Regions from separate parts of the Pan troglodytes genome. Here region 2 is linked to region 1. A link is a contact called in public HiChIP or PLAC-seq data. All regions are on one chromosome and are shown on one strand. Each heading gives the region's core, a stretch centred on a gene start, on an enhancer-like site or on the middle of the called end of the contact. The rest is flanking DNA. Distances are from core to core; before and after follow the strand shown. Region 1 holds the start of BEND3 (BEN domain containing 3). Region 2 holds the start of SOBP (sine oculis binding protein homolog).

Region 1 (5,403 bases), core at 1,519-4,018:
CAGCCTGACCAACATGCAGAAATCCCCTCTACTAAAAATACAAAACTAGCCGGGCATGGTGGCGCGCCCCTATAATCCCAGTTACTTGGGAGGCTGAGGCAGGAGAATCACTTGAACCCAGGAGGCAGAGGTTGCGGTGAGCCGAGATCGCGCCATTGCAATCCAGCCTGGGCAACAAGAGCAAAACTCTGTCTCAAGAAAAAAAAAAAAAAAAGGCTGGGCGCGGTGGCTCACGCCTGTAATCCCAACATTTTGGGAGGCCAAGGTGAGCGGATCATGAGGTCAGGAGATTGAGACCATCCTGGCTAACACGGTGAAAGCCCGTCTCTACTAAAAATACAAAAAATTAGCTGGGAGTGGTGGCACGCGCCTGTAGTCCCAGCTACTCGGGAGGCTGTGGCAGGAAAACCCCTTGAACCTGGGAGGCGGAAGTTGCAGCGAGAAGAGATCACGCCACTGCACTACAGCCTGGTGATAGAGCGAGACTCTGTCTTAAAAAAAAAAAAAAAAAAAAAAAAAAAAGCACGGTGGCTCATGCCTGTGATCCCAACACTTTGGGAGGCCAGGCAGGCAGATCACCTGAGGTCCGGAAACCAGCCTGGGCAACATGGTGAAACTCCGTCTCTACTACAAATACAAACATTAGCAAGGCATGGTGGCACATGGACTGTAATCCCAGCTACTCCGTGAGGCTGAGGCAGGAAAATCGCTTGAACCCGGGAGGCAGACGTTGCAGTGAGCAGAGATCAAGCCACTGCACTCCAGCCCGGGTGACAGAGCGAGACTCCGTCTCAAAAAAAAAAAGAAACAAAACAAAAAAACTCATGTTCCATGACAGGAGGTTCATGTGACAGATTTCAAGGGCCACACAGACACCAGCTAACCCAGCAGCAGCAACTGGCGCTCTGGCTCCATCTTTCCTCTAGAATCCAAGAGGCTCTCTCCATTCATTAAGGAAATACGCACTGAACGCCTACTAAGTTATGAGACACCGGGTTAGAGGCTGGGGATGTGAAACTGTGAGGGAGATAAAAAATCTTGCCCAAGTCCCAGTACCGAGGAAAGCTTGACAGGCTCTTGTATGGTAGTATAAAGTCAATATCTAGGGATGAATGGTTTAAAAAAAAAAAAGAGAAAAACGGACTGCAAGGGTGGAAGTGGGGAGCGGGTAACAAGAGAAAGTCCTCCATCCCAGCCGTTTATATACCTGGCTACCTGAAGGACTCACTTCCGTAATTACCTCAGTTTCCTGCAACCTTAGCTTTCTGGCACTATGCCACGCTGCCCTGTGGCATGTTTACTATTTGTATTCAACCATTCAAAAGTTACTTTAAGGAGATGAACTGCACATTTCCAACTCTAGTGAGTAACATTGTTCCTCCCGGCACTCTTGTCGAGTTAGCGTTTACGTGCAGAATTCTTCCAGAAAGACCACCTGAGCAATCAATAGAACTTTTATCTCTGTAAAAACACCTTGTTTAAAATAGCTACATAGGGAGACGTAGGTAAACAAGCACACAAGGGCCTCCAAATCGGTGGTGCACAGCTCACGGATGAGGCAAGGGCAAAGCATGCGTGGGAAATCACGTTTATCATAGAGAAGGAAAGGAGCGGTCACGAGGAGCGGCGAGCGCCCCAGGCTTCAGCTTTGCGGCTGGCCGGCCAGGCCTCGCGCCAGCCCGGGTGCACACCCAAGGCGCCGGGCCCGCCTCCAGCTCCTGGGCAGCGGGAACCGCGAACCGCCGTGGAACGGCCGGGAAGGGAGCGCTGCGCCCCCTGGCGGCGGGGCCCATCCCTCTCCGCTCCCGGCCGCCGCCGCCGCGGGCCGGCCTCGCTCCATTTGCAGCCTCCGGAGGCTTCGTTCCTCCGAGCGGCGGCTCCCCCGGCCTCCCGCTCGCCGCCCGGCATCTCCCTCCAGTCCCCGCCCCCTGCTCCCGCTCCGACACCCCCTTCCACACGCGGAGCAGTGCCCCGCCAAAGCCCCGCCGAGCGCGAGCGCCAAGCCGCCGCGAGTACGGCAGAGCCTTCCGGCCGCCCCGGCCGCTCCATCGCGGCGCCCGGCGGGGGTGCGGGGCCAGCGCGCGGCGCGAGTGGGGCGGGCGGCGGCGGCGGCGGCGCGGACGGTTCCACCGCGCGAACCCCCCGCCCCCGCGCGGCGCGCGTGCTCCCCAGAACGCCATGGAGCCGCCGCGTTCCGAGCGGGCACAAAGGGGCGCGCAGCACAATGGGCGCGGCGAGCCCGTGGGCGCCCGGCGCCCGCTCCGGTCGCTCGGCCCGCGCGGGGGTGGGCGCTACTACCGGCGGGCGCGCTCGGAGCAGCCCCCCTCCGCGTCCCCTCCCCTGCTCCCGCCCCCACCCCGGCATGGATGTTGCAGCCACTCTACCGGCCGCTCGCCCCGGAGCCGCCAACGCTGCCGCCGCCGCGCGGCCGGCTTGATCCGCCCCGCACTTACCTGGGACGCGAGTTCTGTACTTTGCCGGGCGGGCCCGCGCCGAGTTTGGGCGCCACGTGGGGGGGAGGGCGCGGGGCCGGGGAGTGGGGGCCGCGCGCGGAGGGCCTGGCCAGGGCGGCCCGGGGAGGCGCTGGGGGCGGCGGGCGGGCGAGCGCCGTGTATTTTCCCCTCTCTTTGTGTGTGTCCGTGCGCTGCGCTCTCGCGTGACGTGACGGGACTCCGTGTGTCATTTCCGCACAAGGACACAGGAGCCCCCGCTGCAGTGGAACCACAACCCCTCCGCCCCCACCCCCGGCCCGCCCCTCCCCCTCAGCGGGGCACACGCGGGACCGGCGGCGGCGGCGCTCGGGCGTGAACGGCCGCGGCGGGGAGCTCGGGCGCGCACTCCCGGGACCCAGGCGGCCCGGCGCGCTCGGCCGGCGCAGTGGCTCCACGTGGGCCCGCGCTGGCTGCCCGGGGCGGGGGCGGCGGCCGCGCACCCACGGCGCGCCGGGCAGGCGCCGCGAACAATGTCCCCTGTACCCCATGTGTCCTCCCACCGCGAGTTCGTCCTCGGAAACGTGGTTTCTCAGACCCGAGAGTTTGGCCCCAAACGGCTTTTTCTACTTTTTTGCCCCTTGCGGGACGGCGACTGTGCGGAGCTTGTCCCGCCTCGCGCCCACGCCTCTCTCGCATTTTTGGCCTTTGGGCCGCAGCCCAGGCCCCCGGGGCCGGTCTTCCCGCGCCGCCACCGGCACAAAGACCTTGGGACGCGAGGGCCCGGGTGGCTCCTGCGGCCCCGCGGGGCGGCATGGAGTCCGGCGGGACCCGGGAGAGCGACCCTGGCGCTGGGAAAAGCTGGCTCTGGCCACTCCCCCTGCACGGTGGCCGCCCTCTGTTGTGAGCCTCAGAGCTAAAATCTTGCCTGCTACTTGCAACCCGAAGTTCTGGGGTGTGAGGCTGCGGAGCGAGAGCTTCGGAAGCGCCCGCGCTCACAGACACACACCCCACAAACACAAACCCACGGGCTGTCTGCGCCGAGCGCCTAAAATAGAAAAACACGAGTCACCAACTCAATAAAGGCTGATTCTGTCTACTCCTAACTCTTGGACTGTAGATTCCCAGTTGATAAATACGAAATCTACCCCTCGGGTATTTTCTCAAGTCTCAGTGGCTGGGTAGGGGGAGGGGGAGGTGCTGGGTGAGAGTCAGGGAAGCCCAATTCAACAGTTTAGCCACGTTTGTATTTTAGGCAAACAATGAGAATGTAAATTTAAGAAAAATCCTTTAATTTGCCGATCAAAGAAAGTATAAAAAGAAAAATGCAAATGATCCCATCTGCTGCTCACAGCTGACTGGCTGCAAGGGAGGACCATGTGGCACGGCCCTGCGCGGTCAGTGAATAGGTAGAATAGATTTTTAAAAGAAGGCATATGTTGGCTCCTTGCTGCCCAGTCGCGGCGAGGGTTTGAATTAACGTATAGTTTGGGTTTACCGTACCCTCCTTCAGACCACTCCAATTGGGAATTTAGTAATTATGCAAGTTCCTCCCCTTCGGGCTTGAAATCAAAAGGCACAGGGTTAAGTTTGAGGAACTACGTGGAACATTCTCGAGCTGTATTTGGATTACTGGTTTAGTGAAGTCAGTACTAATTGCTATGCAAAATTAAGCAAGCAGCCTGAAGAACCAAGCCCTGCATCCAGGGGGTGCTTTTATAGAAGAATCTATACGTGCTCAGTGTCATTGAAAACAGGATGATGAAAAGAATGGGGCCGAGATAGCAGCCCTTCAAATTCAAAAGACTTAGGTCGCCCTATCTACATTTAAAATAGGGCGGAGGGAGGAAGGGAGGAGGACTGCTTGGGGGAGAATGGTTAATTTATACATTCGCAGAAGACTGAGGGGAGGCACTTCGATTTCTGCAGAGAACTTGACTTTTACACTTGCACATTAAATAACACGTACGACACAGTACATCGCTTGACTTAGTTAACAGATACACCAGTTTTATTCTCACCTTCAATTTAATGTGACAGTTATAATTAGAATTTTTAAAGTAGAAGTTGCATTTCATTAGTTCAGTTTTCTAGGATTTCCCAGTAGAAGAGTTAGGAATAGTTAAGTAGCACTTAAGCACATTTTGCATTTAAATCACTTTGCTGTGGTGCTTTAAGAATGTAAAACGACCTTGTTAAATTTTTGGAAAGAGGACTAGATGAAACGTGTGTAGTGAGGGGATATATATTTAACCAATCTTTCACAGTGACAACTCAGGTTTTTAAGGATAAATTAAATAATAAAACAATAGAGATAGAAATTAACATTTCTCTGTTCATATTGCTTGAAACAAAAGATTTCTGTCAAATACAATAATTGAACTGATATAGCTGACTTTTCAAAACAACTTTCAGGAAACTCAAACTGACCTTGAATATTATTGTAAAAGTATGTATCTTATATTTGCATAAATGGATCTATCTACTTAACAAAGTAAGTGGCTTGTTTCAAATAAGTTATTAATAGAAATAGAAGTCATTGCTATCCAAGAAAGGAAATCACCTTCCTTCAAATGGTTTTCTATGTGGTTTTCTTTTTTATATGGAGAAGGAAAATAACGCATAAAGGTGAAAAATGTGTTGGAATAGTTGTATATAATTTTGGAAACTTCAAGACATAATAGTTTTGAAAGTGCAGTAACAGTTCATGGTTCATACGGATGTGTGTGTAAAGACCCGGAAAAATAACAACCTGGTTTTTAGAGGTCTGCTCAATTTGAAATTGCTTAATAAAAAATGCATTTTTCAAGATTTCAAATTAGAGCTGCTGCCATCGATCTAGTCAACTCATTTTCATTTGTACCTGAGTAAAATGTAGCAGGGGGAAAACTGGCTACTTGACCATATAAAACACTGAGACACTAAATGTAAAAACTCAAATGGAGAATTGCGTTATATAAAATGGGATATAAAA
Region 2 (5,403 bases), core at 1,875-4,374, 380 kb after region 1:
ACCTCAGTTTTCTGAAGGACATATGTTTGTGAAGGAACAGGCTGTTTAATATCATTATTTTTATTAAATGCCTGAACCATCACAGAATAAGTAATTTTCTTTAAAGGAAGTATAGCTGCCTCTAAATATAACTCTGGGCTACAGTTCACCTTTTCTGTTTATTTTATTCTTAACTTGTGAAACTGTATCTTAGGACTTGGGGTATATAACTTGCTATTTGATATCAGCTGCTCAACAGTGAATCAGTTGTAATGCTTCTGGCACCAAAGGAAACAGAGGGGACTTAAATATGTTTACAGAAGACAAAAAGCTGCTTTTTGCGTACAGTTTACAACATATGTTTCCACAGTTTTAGAATATTAAAAAGCCCCCCAAAAAGTTTTCTCACTATTTCCCTCATTAAAGACTAACAGGATCAAACAGAGAAAACAACTCTCCAACCCACATATTATTTATCAGATGTTTTGGATGAAATTCAATTTAAAAAACCAAAAGTCTCTCTCTTCCTCTCCCTCTCCCAGCAACAGCATTAGGGAGATACTCCCCACCGCAAAATACACCCACTCACCCACTGGCGAATGTTGCACTATCATTCCAGGAGTGGGGGGAAGTTGCTGCGACAGCTTTAGGCTCCTCTCCGCGTTATTGGGTCGTCGTAGGTGCGCTGTGGGCTGCTGCGGGCTCTGAGACCCAGCCACAGGACTCGCGGCTCACGACCTGAGTGTACCTAGATACGTTCTCAGAGGCTACTGGGAAAATCGCAAATACAGGACGCCTGTACTGCAAAGCTCCCCTAAAACCTCATCAGTCTTCCTCTCTTGACTCTTGGGCGTCCCAGGAATTTTAACTTTTCCTCGGCGTAAGTGTTTCTCGCGCGGACCCCTTGCAGGCGCAAAGCCTGGCTCGCTCTGGCCTCCTGGCTTGCCCAGGATCTAGGCAGCCACGGGGAGCAGGGTGCAGCTTCCCCTCTCCTCCCTGGGACGGGGAAGAGAAGAAATCAGGAGGGAGGAGGTACTCAGCCCTCCTGGGTGCACTCCCAGATGTTTTTAAGTTGGCGTTTATTAAAAACAAAATGATGCTAAAATGCAAAATAGGCAACGTGGAGGTACTCAGCTCTCCTGCGTACACGCCCATGTATCTCTAATGTGACATTTAAGAAACAAAACAATGCTAAAATGCAAATTAGGCGATGTAATACCCAGAATGAGCCTCGTTTGACAGGCCAAACTGAGATTTAATGGAAAGCTTACTCATATCCCCACACGGAATTCATTCTTTTAGGAACTTAAAAAAATTGTGTAATTTTAAGTTCCACCACTGTCATAACGAACACTCCACAGTAACATGCAGTGGAACAATGGACACCCCCATATCGCATTGTGTCAGGTAATTATGAAGTGTCGCGGCGCGGGAAGGAGAAGCCGGGAACGTCAATGTGTCCTCTGCAACGTGTGGGAGCGCTCAGAGCCGCGCGTATCACAGAAACATCATCCAACCGTCACCCCCAATGCCTCAACCCAGGGACAGGGACAGACTCAATCAGACCTCGGCCCCAGGCGTGGCAGGAGAGGGCCAAAGAGGGGACATGAGAGCGCAGAGGGAGCGAGCACCGCTCCATGGAGGGCAGGCGCTAGCTGGGAAGTCGGGAGGAGAAAGTGCAACCGGGCGGGGAGGGGAGGATCCCACCGGGGCGTGGCGAGAGCGTCCGGGGTCCGGGTGAGCGGGACCCTACGCGGGACCGTGCGCTCCCAGAAGCTCCCACTCAGCCCAACCTTTTGGGCGAAACCCAGGACACCCAGATAAGGGTGCAGGCGGGGTCATGCGTAAAGCTGTTACTTTGAAGCAGGGCATAAGTGAGAGAGAGAGAAAGAGAGAAGGAACAAGGGGAAAAAGAAATCAAGGGGCTGAAGGCCGAGATGTCCTACTTCTAAGTAGTTCTTTGAGAGGCAAAAGCTTCACTGCCATTGCAGTCCGAGGCAGCGCCGCGTGGAGGACCGGCCGGGCGGGGCGCGGGGACCTCTCCAAGGGGTCTCCAGCCTCCGCGCACTCTGCGGTGGCCCCCGGAGGGGGAAACTATCCTGGCAGCTCAGTGGGGGGAAGCTCGTCCGGGCTGTGGTTTCCTTTCCCCGAGACCCCAGCGTTGCACCCCCGAGGCGGCAGGCTCAGTCAACCCTCCCCGGGGGACGGCGGCCCTCTAACCAGGCGACCTCAGATCTCGCGACCTCCCACCGCCCAACCTTCTCCTTTCACCCCCATTCATTTTTCCTCAGCGGCTCCTAGGACGGGCTCAAAAACCAACTCCACACGCAACCCAGCCCACCTCGCGGAGCTGAGGAGCAGGGCTGGGTTCCGAGCGGGCGCCGGCGCCCCTGGCGTGTGGCGGGGAGGTGGCGGCCGCGGGGGGCGCCGCGAGCCGCCCGTGCCCGCCGCGGATGAACAGGCGGCTGCGAGCAGCCCCCGGAGCCGCGCAGCATCCGCGTATCCAGTGACGGTGGAAGCCACGCCCGCTCGAGAGCCGGGGGGCTGTCCTCGCCCCCCCCACCTTTCCCCTCCCTCCGACCCCCTCCCGGCCGCGCTCCCTCCCCTCCTCCCGCGCCGGCCCCCGGCCCGCCCCCGGCTCGGCTCGCGGGAGGCGCTGGGCGCCGGGGCTGGCGCGCTCTCCCGGGCTCACACACAGCCGCGCACGCACGCCCGGGGCCGCTTTCCGCGCCGGCCCTTGCTCCCCGCGCCCATGCGGACGGACAGAGCGACGGAAGATGGCTGACGACTCCACGGGGCCCCGAGGATGCGGCCCGGCGGCGGCGGCGGCGGGAGCGGCAGCGGCAGCGAGGGCGGCAGGGGCAGCGGCAGCAGCGGCGGCGTTGGCTGCGGCGGCGGCGGCGGCGGCAGCAGGAGCCGGAGCGACGGCGGCGGCATCCCCGAGACTTTCCGCACTACCCTTACCCGTGACAGCCACTGACGTCCTCCGCCGCTAGAAGAGACCCCGCTTCTCGGCGCCTGCCCTCCCCCTCGCTGCTCGGTCCGGCCCCGCCAGCACCGCTACCTCCGCCAGCCTCGCCACCATCAGCACCACCTCCACCGCCGCCGCCGCCGCCACCACCACCGCCGGCGGCGGCAGCAGCCATTTCATCTCCACAGAAACCAGACACAAAAACATGGCAGAAATGGAGAAAGAAGGGAGACCTCCCGAAAATAAACGGAGCAGGAAGCCGGCTCACCCAGTGAAAAGGGAGATCAATGAGGAGATGAAGGTATTTTTGGATCTCGGGGGCCAGGGAGACTGAGCTCTTTCTTGCGCCCGCTCCCCGTGGGCCGTGGTATGGATCTGGGGGGTACCGGGGCGCGCTTGTCAGTTTCTGTAGGATGCCCAGAACGGCTCCGCTCCCCTTCCAGGTGTAAAGCAGAGGCCAACTCGAGGGCTGCATCCCCGAAATTGTTGCCAACCTCAGATTTGATGAGGGGGGACCATATACTATTTAACCTTACGAATCCCAGGTTGGCACGGACGCGTTTCAGGGCGAGGGCACCGGGGACTCGAGCGGCGGTGGGCAGGGGAAGAGGCTTTCCCAGTGGACGGTGCAGTTTCTCCCCCCTTTTTGAGAATCATCCTCAGGGTCCCTCCAAAGTTAGGAGCCTCCTGGCCGGGGCACCCCGGAGAGAGCTCTATTCCACCCCTCTCCCCCAGCTCACCCTCCTGCTCCTCAATCCCGCTTCCCCCCAACCAACCAGCTGCGACGGCGTGAAGAGCCCGTCAGTGCCCGACGAGCTGCGGCCCGAGAGGCGCGGGTCTGGGCACGGTCCTGACCGCTCTCCTCGCCCGCCCCCGTCCGCTCCTCACCACTGGCAGCCTCCGCTCCTCACCACTGGCAGCCTCCGCCTCCCGCTCGCCTCTGCCTGCCTCACTTCCCAGCCAAGCAGACCCCGGCCAGCCCCGCTGGAGGACAGCTGTCTGAGGGGCGGCCTTTGCAGGGCGCCTGTCCATTGTTCGCTAAGGCCGGCCCGGAGTCCTCTCGGCGAGGCTGGGCTCCCCGCCAGGCCAGCGGTGCACCAGAGGTGGAGAGCGCAGCAGCCTGGCGCTCCAGCTGTTCGCGTTAGAGCAATCGCACAAGAGCACCGCTCAGCTCCGGACCCCCTCGTTGCCCCCCACCTCCTTATTTTCCATGAAGTTGCGGCTTTTGCCTGGGCGAGGGTTTTATTCTGTGTTGATTTCACGAGTCTCTATTGATTTAAAACAATTTATTTATTTTTCTGCGAGCCATCAAAAAGTAGCAGGTTTGCATTTTGCGGTCTTCTTGGTGTTCCCCATCTTCTGCATGAAATCCTTAATACTACCAGGTGGCTTAATACTACTACTTGGCCAGTTTTGGTTCAGTTTGTATTTAAAAAACAAACTGGATGAAAATGGTGTGCAAGTAAGTCAAATTTATTGCGCTTTGACGCTTTCTTCATTAGAACAAGCATTTTCTATCATAGCTCACGCTTAGCAGGGGACGCATGGATATATATCATATATGTATGCGTACCTAGGTGCATATGCTTAGCTTTACTTCTCAGAAATGTCAGAAGCAACCTAAATATCAGAATTAGGGGTTTTATTACTGGATAAGGAACTTAGTACCTGGAAGCATGAGGTGCAGCATGAGTCCAACGGAGAGTTAAGGGAGATTTGCCTTGGAAATCAATGCTGTTTCTTATGGTGGAAACCACCGTTGATTCCAATGATGGACAGTTTTATTTTATTTTTTTTAAGACCGGTAGAAGTTGTTGTTTTTTGATGGGAACAAAATTCAAACAGTCCATAATAACCATTCTTCCTCACTTACCCTTACCTCCTGTCCTGCATTTCCAGATTACTTTTGCATTTCATTTTAGGTTGGGGGTGGGGAAAGGGGAGAGAGGTGAAAGCCACTAGGAAATCACAAGGAGCTCTGGCCCTTTAAAACGCTGCCTAATGTGATCTATATGGATGGCAGCTTTTAAGTTTCATAGGTTCTAGAATTACAAATTAGCTAATTTTAATCAAAACATGTGAAATGTTATCCCGGCTGGATATAAAGGCTGACTGTGCTCGATGCTTGGGGCTCGCGTTGTTGATTTTGGCTGCAGGCGCAGTCCGTGGTTTGGGAGATAGTTGTCCTTCTGCAGTATAACAGATGTTTGTCTGAACTGGTGAGGAAGAAACAAAAACAACATTGTGTGAAGGGGAAAAATTACACAATTTTTAGCCGATGCTGCAGGACTAAGTATGGAATTAACCTTGGTGCACAGAATTTCCTCTTTTTAAAATATTATTTTCCTTCCAAATCACCACCCACTATTTGAAGTTTTAATCCTCACCCTTTCAATCCAGAGTAGCATTAAATAAGAAGTTTTACACGGCAAATAATTCAATTGTCCGTAGGA

Evidence for each region. HiChIP or PLAC-seq counts read pairs in DNA pulled down with a chosen protein or histone mark.
Region 2: a contact with region 1 is called in an H3K4me3 HiChIP or PLAC-seq map of stem cell-derived excitatory neurons, with 8 times the contacts expected there. The contact joins the promoter of SOBP here to the promoter of BEND3 in region 1. A contact is called at or near these places in 1 of 7 Hi-C or Micro-C datasets (stem cell-derived neural progenitor cells) and 1 of 1 datasets of contacts at active chromatin or transcription factors (stem cell-derived excitatory neurons).

The regions. Positions count from the first base shown.
Region 1 is chr5:119,030,755-119,036,157 of NHGRI_mPanTro3-v2.0_pri, forward strand. It overlaps BEND3 (BEN domain containing 3), which reads right to left and starts at 2,769. Exons shown (of 4, transcript XM_009451772.5): 1 at 2,454-2,769.
Region 2 is chr5:119,407,704-119,413,106 of NHGRI_mPanTro3-v2.0_pri, forward strand. It overlaps SOBP (sine oculis binding protein homolog), which reads left to right and starts at 3,125. Exons shown (of 7, transcript XM_016956075.4): 1 at 3,125-3,251. The coding sequence starts at 3,156.